Linked DNA regions of Sus scrofa: all the other regions are linked to region 3. Evidence: chromatin contacts called from public HiChIP or PLAC-seq data. All regions are on one chromosome and are shown on one strand. The core of a region is the stretch at or near the end of the contact, and the rest is flanking DNA. Distances in the headings are between cores, read along the strand shown. Region 1 overlaps NCOR2 (nuclear receptor corepressor 2). Region 2 has its middle 56 kb from the start of NCOR2. Region 3 has its middle 140 kb from the start of SCARB1.

The links. HiChIP or PLAC-seq counts read pairs in DNA pulled down with a chosen protein or histone mark.
Region 1: an H3K27ac HiChIP or PLAC-seq map of alveolar macrophages shows a contact between it and region 3. The contact joins two enhancer-like sites. A contact is called at or near these places in 2 of 2 datasets of contacts at active chromatin or transcription factors (alveolar macrophages and skeletal muscle).
Region 2: an H3K27ac HiChIP or PLAC-seq map of alveolar macrophages shows a contact between it and region 3. The contact joins two enhancer-like sites. A contact is called at or near these places in 2 of 2 datasets of contacts at active chromatin or transcription factors (alveolar macrophages and skeletal muscle).

Annotation. Positions count from the first base shown.
Region 1 is chr14:28,690,375-28,693,074 of Sscrofa11.1, reverse strand. It overlaps NCOR2 (nuclear receptor corepressor 2), which reads right to left. Exons shown (of 49, transcript NM_001044576.1): 8 at 865-921. Among named protein-coding and RNA genes, the nearest start is that of NCOR2, 49 kb to the right of the region's middle. Within about 2 kb of position 1,419, at least 46 of the 83 cell types and tissues checked have an H3K27ac peak or open chromatin away from gene starts, as enhancers often do. A contact at or near this core is called in alveolar macrophages, where this site is marked.
Region 2 is chr14:28,585,220-28,587,919 of Sscrofa11.1, reverse strand. No RefSeq gene overlaps it. Among named protein-coding and RNA genes, the nearest start is that of NCOR2, 56 kb to the left of the region's middle. Within about 2 kb of position 1,344, at least 32 of the 83 cell types and tissues checked have an H3K27ac peak or open chromatin away from gene starts, as enhancers often do. A contact at or near this core is called in alveolar macrophages, where this site is marked.
Region 3 is chr14:28,442,246-28,444,945 of Sscrofa11.1, reverse strand. No RefSeq gene overlaps it. Among named protein-coding and RNA genes, the nearest start is that of SCARB1, 140 kb to the right of the region's middle. Within about 2 kb of position 1,370, at least 8 of the 83 cell types and tissues checked have an H3K27ac peak or open chromatin away from gene starts, as enhancers often do. A contact at or near this core is called in alveolar macrophages, where this site is marked.

The DNA.
Region 1 (2,700 bases), core at 170-2,669, 250 kb before region 3:
CATAAGGGGACGGATGCCTGAGAGAGAAGAGGCCGGGTCTGCTTCCCAGCTCTGCTGCTGACATGACCTCTTCCCGTCAGTAAAATGACGCTGACTACATGACTAATAATAATAACAACTAACGCTCAGCACTTACTGTCCATCAGGCACTGTGTTCAGTGCTTTACAAAAATAAATACAGTTAATTGTCACTATGACCCAATGAGATATGTGTTACTATGAGTCCTAGTTTACTGATGAGGAAACTGAGGCACAGAGAGGTTAAGATGCCCGCTCAGGGTCACACAGCTTTTTTTTTTTTTTTTTTTTGTCTTTTTAGGGCTGCTTCCACGGTATATGGAAGTTCCTCGGCTAGGGGTTGAATCAGAGCTGTAGCTGCTGGCCTACACCACAGCCACAGCAACACCAGGTCCTTAACCCACTGAATGATGTCAGGGATCAAACCCGTATCCTCATGGATACTAGTTGGGTTTGTTATCGCTGACCCATAGTTCCTCACATATCTGTTCCTCTATTAAGGAACAGATCTCAGAGTTGAACTCAGATCATCTGGCCCAGAGTATGGGCTTCCTACACTAAGCCAAACCAAATGGGTTGGACTCCAACGTGTCAATCTTGCAGCCTGACTGGCCAGAGTTGGGAGTATAGCTGGAGTGTCTTTGCTCCACTACCTCCCCCCAGCACGGCCTGGCCCACCTACCGGCCGCTATCTGCCAGTCCCTCTCATCAGGAGGGTGGATTTCCTGCCTCCTCCAGAAGACAGGGCAGCGCCTGGCAACAGCCAGACTTCCTCCTTCCCTCCGCACCCACCTGCCGCCCCTGCCCACCTCTCCAGCCAACCCCCCACCCCGTCCCCCAGCTCACCAGCTCCACCTGGGGCCCCAGGCCTTCCAGAATCCGATGCGCAGCCTCGGCCTTCTTCTGCAGGGTGATGGAGAAGAGGAGGAATTAAAAACAGAAAAAAATCCTAACACACACACACACACACACACACACACACACACACACAGAGGGAACAGATTATAAATAGAGGCCTCTCGGAACAGCAGGCAGCTGCCCAAGCCAGCACGACTGTCCAGGCCTGGGGGGTGGGAGGGGACAGGGTCCCCCTGCAAGCCCTCCCCAGGCTGGTGACAAACACAGAGGGCCTGAACATCCCCGCAGAGGCCCTGGCAAGCCCGCCAAGTTTCGATGCGAACAAACGCACCCTGTTCTCTGGCGCCTGCCCCCCAAAGCCCCCAGCCCAACGCCCTCCTCGTGGCCCGAGGCGGGCACAGCTCCTTGCCAGCTGCCGACACTGCCAGGCCCGAGAGGCCTTCCTCCGCCTTGGAAACTGGCTGGGTGTCTACAATTACCTCAGAGCTGGTGCCGCCAGCTCGGGGGAGGGGGGAGGGCAAGATAGAGGCGCTGGGAGATACCCTTTCTAGGATTCTTGTATTTCACAATCATGTGACTCTTTCTGAGCTGCCCTGGGGCCTCCCCGCCTCCCTCCCCACTCACAACCGGGACTTATTAGGAAAACAGGAACATATGGCAGAAAGGGCTGGGTGGCTGCGAATTCAACAGGCTGGACCTCGGGGCCTCTGGCCGTGAAGGCGGACATTGTATCTTGGCCAGGCCCCCAGCCTGGGACCAGGAGGGCCTGGCCAGCCATGCTGGCCAGGAGACAGGGTGGACAGAGAGCTGCAGAAGGTGGCTGCAGGGAGTCTCTGTTGGCTGGAAAATGGGGTGCCCACGGCACACATGTGGGAGACCCAAGTCCTGCCCGACACCCAGGAAAGGCTGGGTGCCCCCACCTCAGCCAAACACGGAGACCATCCAGGACCAGTGCAGGCTGGCAGGCTGGGCCATGCAGGACACGGTCATCAGAGTGAAACTGCTCCCCAGGGAACCCCAAATCCAGACTCACTAAGTGGGGGGGTGACCCAGAGCCTTAGGAACGTGGCTGACAACAGAATCCGAGGTACAGGCTTCAGGTGTTGCAGCAGGGAGGAGGGGCAGCCTCCCCGTCCCCAGCCCCCACAACACAGAGTAGGTATGTAGGTGGGCTCAAGCTGGCACCTAGAACTAGCTCCGCCTAGAGCCCTGGGCCCAGCCCACCCAAGAACAAGCCATGATCTCGGCCCCCTTTGTGCTGAGCCAAAACCCGGAGAGCAGCAGCCTCAGGGTGTGGCTGGAGGCCAGAAAATCAGGGGGCAAATTATTATTGGAAGGACTGCCATTTTTTTAAGCACCTACTATGAGCCAAACATCAAGCACAAGGCATGTTATTAATACCTGAAGCACACACAACATGAAGTGAGGCAGATATATGAAGTATCCCCATTTGGGAGATCCCGTCGTACCTCAGTGGAAATGAATCGGGCTAGGATCCATGAGGACGCAGGTTCAACACCTGGCCTCGCTCAGTGGATTAAGGATCCGGCGTTGCTGTGGCTGTGGTGCAGGCCAGTGGCTACAGCTCTGATTCAACCCCCCAGCCGGGGAACCTCCGTATGCCACAAATGGGGCCCTAAAAAGCAAAAAAAAAGAAGAAGTATTCCCATTTAACAGATAATGAAACTGAAGCACAGAAAGATGAGGTCAGGAAAAGTCATCCTTCTGATCTCCAGGCTCTAAGAAGGACAACAAGGGCTGGCCCCGTCCAGGGACCCCACTGGGTTGTGTCTTGCATCTTCTATGAGGTGGGGAAGGTACCAG
Region 2 (2,700 bases), core at 95-2,594, 140 kb before region 3:
TCCCACACCAAGCTGCTGCCCCGCCAAAAAAAAAGAGGATAGAGGAACAAATGAATAAATGAAGACAACACAGGGAGAAAAGGAGGTGGAGGTTAGGCTTGGCCCTGGAGAATACAGAAATAACTGGGGATGGCTGGCCTGTTTTTCTAGAGCTCACTCTTCCGGGATATTTCAAAGCTGAACCTTTGCTTCCTTCCAACTCTCTCAACTGGGAGATACTCATTCAGGGTCCCTGAGTCCTTATGGGCAGTCATGGCATCAGATCAAACTTCCAGCCACTCCAGTGGGCTTGCCTCAAAATGGTGCCCCCTGGGCAGGCCTGGAGCAGCCAGGCATCTAGACAGTCAGAACTCAGGCTACAGGGGCATGGTGACCTGAGTCTCCTGGACCCTAGTCGCCTCAAGAGCTCCCCAGGCTCCCCAGGCCATCAGAGCACCCACAAAGGAAACGCCTCCCTCTTAGGATCTCTGCCAGTGACAACTCAAAAGATGTCCCTGACAACATCCATCACCAGGGGCAAGACTCATGTGCACATCAGAACAGTGCACACCCAGGAGATCTTACGTACACTTTTCATATTTTGTCATGCTTTGAAGTGAGGATGGCAGAGTTCCCGTTGTGGCTTAGCGGATTAAGAACGCAGCTAGTATCCATGAGGATGCAGGTTTGATCCCTGGCCTCATTCAGTGGGTTAAGGATCTGGAGTTGCTGCAAGCTGCGGAGTAAGTTGCAGATGCGGCTTGGATCTGGCGTTGCTATGGCTGTAATGTAGGCCAGCAGCTATGGCTCCCATTCACCCCTAGCCTGGGAACTTTCATATGCTGTGAGTGTGACCCTAAAAAAACCAATAAAGGGGAGGGGAAGAGGGGATGGCAAACTCAAAAGCCCGCAGGGCCTGGCAGGAATAGCAGGCCTGTGACTGGAGGAGAGGTGAGTAATAGAGATGGGTGGGGCCTGCGGCACACCCCCACGCCTGTCCCCAGGCACTCACAGTCACCCTCTGTTTAAAACACAAGCACAGCCAAGCCAAATACCAAATGCCTGGGTGGGCCACAGTCAGCCAGGGCCAGCTTGTCTGTGACCCCTGCAAAGCCTTAGCTCCCGGGCCAGTTTTCTACTCAGTGACCCAAAGTGTAGGGGTCGGGTGGCGGGGAGCGGGGGGTGGGTAGAAACTTCCTAAGTGGACAAGGCATCCTCTTCCAGAAGTGTGGGCAGGAGGAGGGAATGCCTGGTTCCCATGAATGCATCCCAGCTTTGGTCATTCACTCTGCATTTCAGCAAGCGCCTACTGTATGCTGGGTCCTGTGAGATGGAACAGCCCAGGAGATCAAGCCCAGCCCTCAGGAACAGGCATCCAGTGAGGAGCTGACACTCAAAACATGAAGTTATGGCAACGCCTGGGTACTAAAAGCCTTTGAAAGGGAAAGGAAAAAAATACCCTTGTGTTCAAAGAAAAGTGAAATTTCAGGACATAAAAGATTCTGGAAGGGACAGGATCTGCCCACATCCTGCTCCTTTCCCTGCACAGGAGAAGCCAGAGTCCCTCCAATCTCATAGTCCTTCAGTCCTTCATATCACTGAGAATGTCACCCAGAGCCCCACCCCCACCCCACCCCACCCCCCTTTGCTGCAAAAAACTGCCTTGTCACCCCTGGCTTCCTCTGATGTCTGTGCCTATATTTATGACACCCTGTGTATTTCAGAAAGAAGGAAGCAGAGAAGGAGATCAAGCCCTGGTCTGATAGGCCTGATTATCTCTGAAGATAAACAACTCGCTTTCTCCCAGGGCTACACTTGGGGGCGGGGGGCGGGGGGGGGGTTGCCTGCCAGTGGACATCTGTTCTCAGAGCAGAGGCTTTGCTCTCAGGGGCCAGTGAGACTTGAAAAGAGAAGTGTTGAGGCGAGATAACCTGGGTGGACGAGGGTCCCCGCAGCCCGGCTCACCGAGGCCAGAGGGCTGCCAGAGTGGACGTCAGTGGCGCTGGCTGTGTGGAGCCTGGGCATTCCTCCAATGGAACAGTCGGCAGCCGTGGCCAAGCACAGAACAGGCTGTGCGTTCTGATAGGGGCAGAGCTCCAAGATACATTGTTTAGCACAAAAGCAGGTGCAGACCTGGGTGTGCAGTGGGGTACCTTTTGTGCAAAAAGAGTGAGGGGGAGTAAAACTCAGCTACTTCCAGAAGAGTATGTATTTAGCAATTCAGGAGTGCCTACAGGGTGCCAGGCCCCATGCTAGGCTCAGGGAATTCAGCAGTGATCTGGGAGATAGGGGATGTTCCTGCCCTCACGGAGCAGAGGATCTGAAGGCAGAAATGCACAAGGAAAACTAAATAAATGTATCATACACTGTGTTAGAAAGTGGTTTGTGCCCTGAGAAAAAGTAAGTCAGGAAAGGAAGACATAACAGAGGTGAGGGAGTGAACCATGCAGTTTCTGGACAAAAGCAGAGCATGCAGAGGACACAGCCAGTGCAAGGGCCCTGGGGTGGGCACACGCCTGGTGTATTCAAGGAACGAGAGTAAGAGATTGACACTAGAGGTTGCCTGGGGTGGGGAGGAGGGTGTCTGGGAGTTGGGGTTTGAGTGAAATGCTCAATTTGCCTTGACCACATCCCATAGGGACTGCTTAAAGAACCATATGAAAGTTCTTTCTATTTTTTTCCTTGCTTTTTAAGGCCACACCCTCGGCATCTGGAGGTTTC
Region 3 (2,700 bases), core at 121-2,620:
GGACTATGACAAAGAAAGTGACTCTGAACATTCATGCACAAGTCTCTGTCTGAACATACACTTTCATTTCCCTTAGGAAAATACCCAGGAATGGGATTTTTTGGTCCTATGGCAGGTATATATTTTACCTCTTTAGAAACCCCCAAACTGTTTTCCAAAGCAGCTGCACCATTTTGCATTCATTCCAGCTGTGTATGAGAATTCCAGGGCCTCCATAGCTTCATCAACCCTTTTCCATTGTCAGTCTTTTTAAATTTTAGTCATTCTAATTGGTGTGCCATGGTATCTCATCATGATTTTGGACAATGAGATCTTCAAGATCTTCAAGATCTCCAGAACGTTCACTCATGCATTTGAATATTTTCTGAGCATTCACAAAACCCCAGGCACTGTGTGAGGCACAGCTATGAGTGAAAGCAAGCCCAATCTTGTGGTGTATGCAATTGACATTTATCAATTGTTCAGCTGCAGGGGTTTCAAAGGCATGTGATGCTGGGAGACGCAAAGCAGGCAAACATGATTTGCTCTTGAGGGGAGGGAATCAGGGCAGGCTCCTCTGAGGAAGTGGCATTAGAGCTGAGCTCTGCAGACTGAGTTAGAACTGCCTAGTTGAGGGGGAAGGAGGCAGGGAAGAGAAGGCCACATAAAAATGTCTATGAATGAGTTGGGATGCTTTGGGCTATAAGTAATAGGTATGAAGAAACATAATGGTCTCATATAGTAAGAAGTCTGGAAAGCATCAGTTTCAGGATGATTTGAGCTCCGCAATCAAGAACCTAGGAGCTTACCAAATTTCTGCCCTACAATCTCAGTGGGTCAGCTATATAGTCACATGGGTCAACCTCATAGTCATAAAATGGTTGCTGTGACTCCTTCACACAACAGTGAACCAAGCAGGAAAGAAGGATGAGGCAGAAAGAGATTTCTTCTCATGTACTTCTCTCTTATTAAGGGGGGACATCTGCCCCCAGCAGAGTCCCCTAACATCTCATTAGCTAGAACTGGGTCTCACACACACCTCAGATCAACAAGAAATAGGATTTCCTTAGACCTATCTGATTCATCTCCTGGGACATGGTAGCTCATAACAGTGGCTGGCAAGGTGACTATCAGGGCCCACCTGGCTTACAGATTACTGTTTAACTGAATCAGCTGCCATTTTAGGAATGTCTGGGTGCTCACCTGAGAGAATTCACCCAAGGCGACATGGCAAAAACCGGTGGCCTCATCTCAAACTTTAAGACTTACTTCTCAAATATCCCCTGAGCCCTCAAGAGGGCCCAGTGTGGGGCATGGCTGGAAGCAAAAGGGTGAGTTACATGAGCCCAGATCCAAGCCCTTCTGAGGGTCTGTGACCCCCTCTCTCCAAGTCACACTGAGATATCTGGAGCAGAGCTGGCGGCTGGACTGGGTGACAGCTCAAATCCTCCTTGACCCCCGCCCCAGCCCAACCAGCCACTGGCACTCAGCCAGTCCTCTCTCTTTCTCTCTTGCAAAACTCTTTGTTTTTTCACTTCCCTGTGGGAAACATCTCAGCGATTCCAGAACACAGCTCTGAAGAGGAAGGTCAACCAGAAACAAGACATATCAGCCCACTCCCCCCCCGCCCCCATTCCCTCTCAGGTGAGGGGGGCCCAGCTAGGTTTGTGTGTGAGTCTGTCCACATATGCAGTTGTGTAGGCTTGGGGGAGTTGGTGAAGTGTGTGCAAGTGGGTTTGTGTTTGCAGGGGGTGTGGACCTCGCCTGACAGGTGTATGCTGTGTGTTACGTTCATTCCTTTGGCCAAGATTGACTAACAACCAACTGCATGCCTGACTCTTCTTTGAGTTTCCAAGAAAACATTAGGAACAAAATTCCCCCAACTAGCAGACTCATATTCTCCTGGGAAAGAGGTAAAACAAACGAGAAAACAAACGGTCATTTTAGATAATGCTCCTCTGTGCTGGGATGCAAGGAGAGCCTGGAGAGGCCTTAGATTCTTCCGCCTAAGAAGCCAGATGAGGCCTCTCTGTGCAGCTGACACCTGAGCCAAAAACTAGGTAAGAAGGACGCAGCTGTGCTAAGAGCTTGGGGAGGCCAGTTCCAGGTAGACAGTACACTGAGCACAAAAACTCCAAAGTGAAAAAGAAGCAAGGAAAAGAAAGGAAAGTCTACGAGTATGGGGGGCAGTGTGTGTGCCCCGAAGCTGCGTGTGCGTATGGTTGGAGGGCCTGGGCATAGTCAGCTCTGATTTGGATATTGAGTCAAACTAGACCAGGAGGGCTCTTGTTAGAGAAGATGTACTTTTTTCCAGAAACCCTGGAGGCAGGTGGAGCAGTTAAGAAGCTGTCTCTCAAAAACTCTAATTTGCAAATATCCATGCATCATTGAAGCACTACTCACAACAGTCAAGACACAGAAACAAATTAAATGCCCATCAACAGATGAGGGGATGAAGATGTGAGACAGCGCTCACACACACACACTGGAATACTACTCAGCCATAAAAAAGAACAAAATAATGCCATTTGCAGCAACATGGATGGACATAGAGATTATCATACTAAGTGAAGTAAGACAGAGAGAGAGAGACAAATATTATATAATATCTCTTATATGTGGAATCTAAAAAAAAAAGGTACAAATAAACTTATTTATAAAACAGAAAGAGACTCCCAGACATAGAAAACAAATTTATGGTTACCAAAAGGGAAAGGAAGA